3 separate regions of the Mus musculus genome follow, and regions 2 and 3 are each linked to region 1. The links are chromatin contacts, called in public Micro-C and promoter capture Hi-C maps. All regions are on one chromosome and are shown on one strand. The core of a region is the stretch at or near the end of the contact, and the rest is flanking DNA. Distances in the headings are between cores, read along the strand shown. Region 1 holds the start of Stimate (STIM activating enhancer). Region 2 holds the start of Prkcd (protein kinase C, delta). Region 3 has its middle 7.4 kb from the start of Mir3076.

Region 1 (3,307 bases), core at 96-2,595:
CATTTCCTATGGATTGCAGAGTCTATATCCCTGTTAAATAAAACAAACAAACTTTGGAAAGCATTTAGTCCTCTTTGATAATTAGAACTTCTTGAGGAAATGTCTTTAAAGTTAGTATTTATTGTTCCAAAAAGATACCTTGATGTAGGTTAGACCTGTACCATGCACATGCCCATTGACATGCAGCAGACAAGTCAGAGCTCTAGGGCACCAGCAAGAGGTGTCTAGAGAGACAGCAGAGATGTCTAGGGGTCTGGGTAGTAAGACAAACTTAAATTGGAGTCTGTGCACACCGGTGGTTTGGAGGTAAAAAAAAAAAAAAAAAGAAAGAAAAGAAACCAGACTGGGTGTGGTGGCATATGCCTTTAGAGAAAGTCGGGCAGATTCTGGGCTACATAATGAGTTCCAGATGCTGTCTCAAAACAAAATCCGTTCTATTTGTAGTTGTATCTCAGAAGTGAACAGAGCAAGGACTTGTGCATGTTGACTTTGCACTTAAACTCACCCTTTTTATAAAGCGAAAAGTGGCTGGATTGAAGTAACCATTTAAAGTGGGGGTGGGGGACAAGTGTAGTGGCACTTAACTGCAGTCCTAGCTACCTCGGAGGCTGAGGTGGAAAGATCATTTTTTTTGTCCAAAGGTTCAGATTAGCCTGGACAATTCAACAAGACCAATCTCAAGCAAAGTAGCAAAACCAGACAGACTGGTGTCACAGACCTACCTATAATTCACTTAGAGTGCGTGAGTGTGAAGATCAGGAGTTCAAGGCCATCATTGTTTCTAGGTCCTTGTTTTAAGTTTGAGGACAGGCAGGGTTAAGAAAGTGCCTGTTTCAAAACAAAACCCCCACAAATTATGTTTGGGAACAGGGATTCACCCTGGAGCTTTGAATAGTGAGTTGAATCCTCTGGCTTTTGACCATGAAAGTAGAACACTCAATCCCTGGCGTGGGAAGAAGACCTCAGACGGCTGAGACTATTGTACTCAATACCGTGCCTTAGCATAATGTTGCCTCAGGTTCTGGACTCCACTTCCGAAGTAGTGAACCGAATCTGAGGGCAGAATGTAGGAGTATTCTTAGGAAATTGTCCAGGGCATTTATAGATTTGCCTTGGAGGGGAAAGGGATTTAGCAACAGACTCCATCACTGTCCCTGACACTGCTCTCATGACCTAGAACACAGGGCTCTGGGGATTCCTTTTACACAGTCTGGCTCACCTGCTCTACCTACCTGCAGAGATTCTCCTCCAGCCCCGCCCCTAGCCCTGGCTAGAGCCCCGCCCCGGAGGGAATCGAAGCCCGCCTCACGCCTGGCTCAACCAATCAAGCTCTACGATCTCGGACGTCGGGTTACGCGCGGCGCGGAGGCGGCCGCGGGCTGAGATACCGGCACCCAGCTCCAGGTCCGGGGTCGCGGCTGGGCAGCGCGACCCGGGCTGCAGCGAGGCCGGCGGCCCCTCGCGCCCTCCCGTCAGGCCGCCATGCAAGGCCCGGGAGGGAACGTGAGCCGCGGATTGCCGAGCGGGCCGGCCTCCACGGTCGCGTCCGGGGCGGGCCGCTGTGAGAGCGGCGCGCTCATGCACAGTTTCGGCATCTTCCTGCAGGGGCTGCTCGGCGTCGTGGCCTTCAGCACATTGATGCGTGAGTCCGGGACCCCAGCCCCTCCCCGTCCCCACGTCGACCGCCGCAGTCCCAGCCCCACCCCGGGGACCCTCCTGCCCTTAGAGTTCCGGCCTGGGCACCGGGCCCTTGGGCTGCGGTGCCTCCCTCTCCCGCGAGACGGTGCTGGTTATTCGAGACTAGAAGGGAGTCCGGGACCCTGGGCTGAGAGCTTTTGGCCAGGAGTGACCCTGCCCCTCACCACCTCCACCTTAGACCTGTCTCTTGTCTGATGTCAGCCTAAATCTGGTCCCCTCCCACTTTGCCGTCGCAAATTAAGGTTACCTCACTTTTCGGTATGGACCGAGATTACCCCCCCCCCCCCATAGCTTCTTCTCAGGGGCTCCTCGTAGCCTTCCTCCCCTTGGCTCTTAGACCCCCACACCCTTAAGTGTCTGCTAGCCTAATGCTGGGCTCCTCTCTGAACCTTCACTCCCAGTGTTTGCCCTCTCTGTTGGGTGTGGGGAGACTCACCCACACCCACCTGTAGTGTTAGGGCAGTGCAGTCGGTGCTCCCACATTGCTGCGCGACCCCCAGCCCTACTCCCTCTATTGTTCAGGGAAGATCCTCTCTGACTGCCGCGGTACCCACATCCCAGCCTCCCTTTTCACCTGTTCAGCTCTGTCCTGAGCTTTCCCAATTAAGTTGTATCTGAAGTTTCCGCTTGCTGTTCTTCCAAACCACGTTTGTTATTTACATTTTTAAATTTCCTCTTTTTTCGTGAAACTCTGACAACCCTCCTGGTTGACTTGATGGAGGAGGCTAGAGGCTCCGGGAAAGTCTCAGAGGCACTTCTTGGGGAGTTTTATAGTAAAGAAGGAAGTCACAGATGGCCCTTGTTGCCCAATGGGGGTTGGAGGAAGGGTCATATTTGCCCTTGGGTTGGGAGGTTGTGCTGTTTCTCTGATGGGCACATACACACACACAGACACTAAAGGATGGAGTTCTCTTGGCACGTAGACCTGAGAGTGTCCCTGTGATGTGTTAGAGAGGAGTTATAACTAAGCTATTATATAGAGGCATTAATTCCAAAACTGACATGTTTTCACAACTGTGCTCTGTGGGCAGAATGGGGAGTTCCAGCAGGATGTAGTCTTCACTGGGGGTGGGGGTGTCCTGCTGCAGCTCTGAATGCAGATGCAGTAGGGTTATCCTTGCTTATTTATAACAAGAGGTTTCTTTGGGCAAACTCGCCCAGGCTTCAAGCGACCCTGGATAGCCCCTGATTCTGACCACTATTTCTTTATGGCTGCTTGGTTTTGAACAAGAAGTGCCCAACTTGCCACTGCTTCTTTGCCATTTTCTCTGCTGAAACTAATGTGTAGTTGTTCTCAAAATGATAGTTTGTGACAACTTAACCAGAATCGGTTGCTGACAGGTGCAGATTCTTTTGTGCCTGTGTTTTCAGGATACTATGAATGGGCTTCTGCTCCTTCCCACTCTTCTCTCCTCCAGCCACTGTCTTTTTTCAAGAAACTATAGGCTTCATTTTTATTATGCAAAACCTGGGATTTTGTAGTGTGGAGCTGACTGTTCTCATGGATTTGATTTGTGTGACTCCCAGGCTCACTTGTGATTCAGAGAGGGACATGCCATTATGTCAGGACAGAGTTGCTCACCGATGAGAATTGTCAGGGTAGATTTGT
Region 2 (3,341 bases), core at 362-2,861, 200 kb before region 1:
CACAAGCCTAGGGGGTCGGCACACCGATAGCGTGGGCTCCCACAATTAAAGGAATGAATGTACTCTGGCCAGAGGGTTGTTGTGATATAATGCACAGACCTTTGGAACACACAGGGACACAGAGACATGAGCAAGCCAAGGCACAAAATATACAGGGGAAGCCTCTACATACAAGGCATGATTACCAAGTTGCACGGGGCACACACCAAGCCTCAGAACACACAGACAGCCATGAAGTATATGCAAGTCACACGTGAAAAAGGACACATTCACAGGGGAAGTCCCACTATGACAAATAATACACAAAGAGACAAGATACACACTATACTCACAAGTCCAGACACAGATACTACAGCAACAGAAGCCAGACTCCTCCGAGGGCCCAGGGTAGCGGCCAAAGGAAAAAGGGATCTCCCCCACTCAGTCTAAGTCCTCCAGGTTTGAGTGGGGTGCTGAGTGAGGCTCCCTTCTCTCCCCTCCCCTGTATAAGAGAGTTGGGGAAGTGGGAGCAGTTGTGATGGTGCTCCCTCTCCACTGCCAGCCGGCAGGGCAGAGCACTCCCGTCACTGCTGTCCTCATCACCTTACTGGGCCCCCAGAGGGGGTGGCGTCTCTCCAGTGGGACAGAGACTGACAGCACCAGGCAGAGACCACCCGGAGAAGGGACACGGGGGATCAGAGAGGACAGGGGAATGGTGGAGGCTGGAGCCACGCCCAGCTCAGAGACAGATGGAAAGCCAAGAAAGACACCGAGACTGAAAGAAGAGATAGGGCAAGGAGGCGGCGCCGTGAGAGTCCGCCCGCCTGGGACCCAAGCACTGGAGGCTAGGGAGACAGGCGGCCCGCCCTCCGCCCGGTGGTGAAAAGGACCGGAGACTGGACTGGCAGGGGCAGGCGAGCGTGGGCTGGGGGTGCGGCTCTGGGAGGACTGGGTCGAGGGGACGGCGGATCTGGTGGGGGTGGGGAGACGGAGTACACGGACGGCGAGGGGCAAACAGACCTGGCCTGGGAGCAGAGGACCAGGCAAGAGGGGGTGGGGACCGACGAATGTGCAGAGTCCCCTGAGAGATTTGAGAAGATCGGACGGTCCCTCGGCGGGGATAAAGACACACAGGGGTGGAGTAGGGGGTTAAAGATGCTGGGAGTAGTCGGGCCTGGGCTCCAGCCGTCGAAGAGAGGGTCAGACCGACCAGGGTATGGAGGCACCGGCGGGTCTCCGTGCTCGGCGGGACTTTGGCTGCTCCTGGCTCAGTTTCTCAGTTTCAGAACCAGGAGCCAGAGAAGAAAGCGGGGAATGGAGACTACGGGCGAGGAAAAGGGGGAGAAAGGCCGCTGCGCCCTCGAGTTAACTCGGACCCCGCGCCCGGGCCCAGCTCTCACTCACCTCCCGACGCAGGGCCAGGCGCCAGGGGTCCCGGCGAGCCGGGGTCCGTCTCGTGGCGCGGCTCTCCCGGATGCGCGTGGACGGGGAGGTAGGCACAAGTCTGATCCGGACGGGTCCGGAGGCCAGTGGGGACCTCCCGGGTCCCGGCTCGAAGGGTAGATGTCCACGGGCCGCTCGCGGGATCCCCGCGGCCGCCGCCTCCTGCTCTGGCGCCGCGGCACACGGAAGTGCAAAGGGGAGGGGCTGCGCGACCTCACCCAGGTGCCGGCCCCGGTCCCGCCCCCACTCAGGACCCGCCCCACGGGCGCCCGCCCCTTCGAAGCTCCGCCCACGTGAGCTGGGGGTCCAGCGCGTCTCAGCCTCTTTGAGTTGCAAGTCCTTGGGTCCCCAGATCTGTTAGCCGTCTCTGGCTCTTGTGGCGCCTCGCCTGCCAGTGGCACGCAGGCCATCCCATCTCAGGGGACTAATTTATAGAGGAGGACTCCGAGGCCAAGTTGGGGGGTGGGGTTGAGCACTGCACACACAATGGAGCCCAGGAGGCACCGACGGGGCTTCCCCAACTACTTGCGCCCACACCCGGGACTCCCCACTGGCCAGCTGGCCCGCCTTGCCTGGCCTCATTCCTCTTCCTGCTGGCTTGAGCAGAGCCACGCCGCCAGGCCTGCCGGTTCCAGTCCTGCCCGAGAGAAGGAGCTGGGAGGTCTCCAGGGCGAGAGGTTCTAGCCAGTTTGTCTCAGCACTGCTCCTCAGACAATTGTGGGAATTGCCTCTGCCCCCATCTCACTGTCTTTCCTGAGCCCACGGTTCAGAGCTCCCCTTGCTCAGTCAAGCTCATAAGAGGGATTTGATTGTCAGCTGTAACTCATTCACTCATTAAGGGTCCCCTGGGCCCAAAGTCTGAGCACCAAATGGGAGCCAGGGACTCCATTTTTCTGTCCCCAAAGCCCAGAACACTAAGCTGTTACATTATACTTACCCAAAGAAATGACTTCCTGGGCTGGGCAGATGATCGTTTTTTCTAGCACGCAGAGAGCGCTGTGTTTGACCCCCACCACAGAGTAAACCACAGATGGAGGCTCAGAATAATACTCCAGTGCTCAGGGGGAGAAAGCAGGAGAATAGAGTGTGGACGCCAGCCTGTTCATGAGAGACCTTGTCTCAACAAAACCAAACAAACGAGAACTCTTCCTGGGAGGATACAAGAGGGTTCTAATAGCCCAAGATACCTAAGTTCCTTCTGGAAAACTACCTAGAAGGAATAGAAGTCTAGACAGCTCTTTGCCGACTGAGATCAAGAGAAGTGCTGCTGCAGGGGCTGGTGAGATGGCTCAGTGGGTAAGAGCACCCGACTGCTCTTCCGAAGGTCAGGAGTTCAAATCCCAGCAACCACATGGTGGCTCACAACCATCCTTAACGAGATCTGACTCCCTCTTCTGGAGTGTCTGAGGACAGCTACAGTGTACTTACATATAATAAATAAAAAAATAAAAAAAATAAAAAGAGAAGTGCTGCCCCACCCGTGGAGGCTTGAAACTTCCAGGGATGGGGGACCCTGGCAGAGATGTGGGGCTCCAAACCTTATTTTAAATGTACATTGGGGATTGAGCTAGAGAGAGGAAACCACAATGACTCGTCCCTTCTGTAGAAAGAGGAAGGCTGCTGCTTCCCTCTACCCTGAAAGAAAGAGGACCCAGTTTGAAAATTAGTATTTAAGTCCCCAGTCCTGATAACTGTCCCCACCCCATGACAGTGGATTCTTCCCACAAAGTTGACTGGGCAAATTGGATTCCTTCTGGAACCTTCTGCCTCACATCAGGCTTGTAAGCATGCTGTTTCCTGGGTCATTTCCTATTAACATTCCTCTACCTGTCTCTGCTGTGTCTCTTCCCATCTGTGACTCCCTGATGCTCTTCCCATCTATGCCCTTTCCATCAGCTAAGGGACCCTATTCTTTTTGT
Region 3 (3,151 bases), core at 211-2,710, 250 kb before region 1:
GACATTCCCAGCCCCCTGGACTGGGACTAACAATGTCCGGAAGTACAGAGGAGTCCAAAGCTATAGGAATGTCTTGTCTTGGGCTCCAGCTGCATAGTAAAACACAACGGAGGGGTTGGAGAGATGGCTCAGTTAAGGGCACTGGCAGCTCTTAAAGAGAACCTGGGCTCAATTTCCCAGAACCCACATGGAAGTCCACCATTGCATGTAACTCCAGCTCCAGGAGATCTGACGCCTTCACACAGACACACATATACCAATGCACATGAAAGAAAGAAAAGAGAGAGAGAGAAGGAAGGGAAGGAAAGGAAGGAAGGAAAAGAGAAAGAGAGAGAGAAAGAAAGAAAGAAAGAAAGAAAGAAAGAAAGAAAGAAAGAAAGAAAGAAAGAAAGAAAGAAAGGGAAGGAAGGAAGGAAGGAAGGAAGGAAGGAAGGAAGGAAGGAAGGAAGGAAGGAAGGAAGAAAAAAGGAGAGTTTAAAAACCACAATGGAGGGCTGGTGAGATGGCTCAGTGGGTAAGAGCACCCGACTGCTCTTCCGAAGGTCCAGAGTTCAAATCCCAGCAACCACATGGTGGCTCACAACCATCCGTAACAAGATCTGACTCCCTCTTCTGGTGTGTCTGAAGACAGCTACAGTGTACTTACATATAATAAATAAATATTTAAAAAAAAACAAACCCACAATGGAGAGCAATAACCACATCTGTGAGAGCCAACGAAGAAGGGTGGGATAAGAAAATTCAAATTTGTCGGGCAGTGGTGGCGCACGCCTCTAATCCCAGCACTTTGGAGGCAGAGACAGGCAGATTTCTGAGTTCGAGGTCAGCCTGGTCTACAGAGTGAGTTCCAGGACAGCCAGGGCTTCACAGAGAAACCCTGTCTGGAAAAGAACCAAAAAAGAAAAAGAAAAAAGAAAATTTGAATTTGCTTTTTTTCCCTGTAAGTGAGGAGATGCTGGGAAGAGTGTGGGGGACCCCAAACCAGCCTTTATCCATCGTGAACTATGGCTCCTCCCTAGCCGCATACCCCACTTACAACAGCTAACCTAACTCTCCTCTTCTGTATATGTCCTCTAGCTCCTACCCATAGGCAACCTGCAGCTAGAGCAGATCTGCATAGAGACCATTCCAAGGAGCAGCAGGGAGTGGCTGGGCCCTGGTGGGGAATGACCATCCCCTGCTCTCCCTCCCCATCTCCCCAAAGCAGACATTGCTGGCCTGATGGCAATGGCAGCTGTCACTCAGAGGACTGAGTGACAGCACTCAGAAAGAGTCACTTCCTGTTTTCTTGTATACGAGAATTATATTTAAATTGGGATGCATATATGTGTTCAGGGGTATGTTTAGAGGTCAGTAAGCTAGAAAAGGGATCGTGAGAGTGGGAGAGCTCTTAAGGGAGGGTGGGAAACAGAAGAGAATGAAACTGATGTAATGGAAAAACAGAAGTGAGAGCTAACTGGAGGAAGGGAGGGAGGTGAGGAAAGGTCACGGGGTAGACGGATAAATGAGAACTAAATAACCACACAGTCAGAAAGAAGTCATATCGGAACACTTCTTATTTTTTGAATCTAACCTAAATAACTATTTTAATAAACATTTTTTGAATAAAGGCCCCAATTTTTTTATGTACGAGCAAAGCATAGCAATACATGTATGTATATAAAAACGTCATAATAAACCCAGTATTTTATACGCTAACAAAAATTAATGAAAAAGAACAATGACCTGGCATGGTGGCACACACCTTTAATCCCAGGACACGGAAGGCGAAGGCAGAAGGAGCTCTGAGTTCAAGGCCAACCTGGTCTTGTAGACCATTAAATACCAAGCCAGCCTTGTCTCCAAGGCCAGCCTAGACTACAGAGTGAGTTCCAGTAGCCAGGGCTACACATAGAAACCCTGTCTCTGGAAAAAAAAAAAAAAAAAAAAAAAAAAAAAAGACAAAAATCAAAACAAAAAAAAACCCTGGAAGTTTCTGCTGAGCCCCTCCCCACTGTGCGCTCTCTCAGCCCACTGCTTGAATTCCGGTTTTTCTTGTGGTCAGACTTGACTTTTGTCTTTAACCCTAAGCCTGGCCTGCATAGGAAGCAGAGAAGAAAGAGGGCGACACTGTTGAGTGACTGAGAGTTTGGGGCTGAGGCACAGCAGATGCTCAGGAGCCAGCAAGGTCACTGGGGGATTGCCGGGAAGCTAGGATTTATTCCGAGGTGCCACAGGGTGGGGGTTTTTATTTGTGTATTCTGTCTGAATGGACTCCACCCCACAGTTACCTGGCAACAGCCAAGTAGGTCTGGACCTCTATAAAAGGGGCTGCTTGCCCCCTCCTCTCTCTCTTACTCCTGCTTCTCTCCCTTGCCTCTTGCCCCCTTGTTCCCCCTCTCTCCCCATTCCTTTACCCCCTCTCTCCACGTGGTCATGGCTGGCCTCTACTTCTCTACTCTCTCCTTCTCTCTGCTTTTCTCTGCCTCTGCTACTCTCTTAATTTTCCTCCCCATGCCCTAAATAAACTCTATTCTATATGATACCTTCGTGTGGCTGGAACCTCAGGGAGAAGGGATGCCTTAGCTTGGGCCCCACTGACACACACCCTTCCCCCCACACCCCCATAGAACATATCTTAATATCTCTTTATCTTCTTCTTTTTTTTTTTTTTTTTTTTTTCTTTTTTTGGTTTTATCAAGACAGGGTTTCTCTGTGTAGCCCTGGCTGTCCTGGAACTCACTCTATAGACCAGGCTGGCCTTGAACTCAGAAATCTGCCTGCCTCTGTCTCCCAAGTCCTGGGATTAAAGGCGTGTGCCACCACTGCCCGCCTATTTTTATCTTTTTATAATCACAACAATTTGAGTTGGATAGATCAGCTTCTAGAAGTTTCCCTGGTGATAAATTATTTCTCTGCCAGTGAAATGAGCCAATTCAAGCCAGATTTATTGGCAGGTTTATTGGGAGCCTCTGGGGGTGGGGGGCGTAGGGGGAGTTGTCCACTGGTCCCAGAGAAGTCGCCACAGAGAGACAGAAGGGAGGGAAAAGAGAGAAAAAACATGTGCAGAGAGAAGGAGGGAGAGACCAAGATGTCTGGATTATAGAAGAAAGAGCCACCAGGGGGAAGAAGCCCAGCCGGAAGGGTTAGGACAGAGGGCGGTATGCCAGGT

Evidence for each region. Promoter capture Hi-C pulls out the DNA fragments that hold promoters and counts their contacts. Hi-C and Micro-C count contacts between places; a contact is called where the count stands out from the background.
Region 2: a contact with region 1 is called in a Micro-C map of embryonic stem cells, with 1.9 times the contacts expected there. The contact joins the promoter of Prkcd here to the promoter of Stimate in region 1. A contact is called at or near these places in 5 of 484 Hi-C or Micro-C datasets (CD4 T cells, the HL-1 cell line, embryonic stem cells and 1 more) and 3 of 115 datasets of contacts at active chromatin or transcription factors (effector CD8 T cells, embryonic stem cells and pancreatic cancer cells).
Region 3: a contact with region 1 is called in a promoter capture Hi-C map of pre-B cells, with 2.7 times the contacts expected there. The contact joins the enhancer-like site here to the promoter of Stimate in region 1. A contact is called at or near these places in 5 of 39 promoter capture datasets (the 3T3-L1 cell line, the C10 cell line, embryonic stem cells and 2 more), 1 of 15 datasets of contacts at CTCF or cohesin (large pre-B cells), 1 of 484 Hi-C or Micro-C datasets (LSK cells), 4 of 115 datasets of contacts at active chromatin or transcription factors (acute myeloid leukemia, embryonic stem cells, extraembryonic endoderm stem cells and 1 more) and 1 of 9 other capture datasets (embryonic stem cells).

Annotation. Positions count from the first base shown.
Region 1 is chr14:30,824,249-30,827,555 of GRCm38.p6, forward strand. Stimate (STIM activating enhancer) reads left to right here and starts at 1,346. Exons shown (of 8, transcript NM_028839.4): 1 at 1,346-1,642. The coding sequence starts at 1,483.
Region 2 is chr14:30,624,597-30,627,937 of GRCm38.p6, forward strand. It overlaps Prkcd (protein kinase C, delta), which reads right to left and starts at 1,612. Exons shown (of 18, transcript NM_011103.3): 1 at 1,384-1,612.
Region 3 is chr14:30,578,006-30,581,156 of GRCm38.p6, forward strand. No RefSeq gene overlaps it. Among named protein-coding and RNA genes, the nearest start is that of Mir3076, 7.4 kb to the left of the region's middle. Within about 2 kb of position 1,461, at least 67 of the 459 cell types and tissues checked have an H3K27ac peak or open chromatin away from gene starts, as enhancers often do. A contact at or near this core is called in acute myeloid leukemia, embryonic stem cells and pre-B cells, where this site is marked.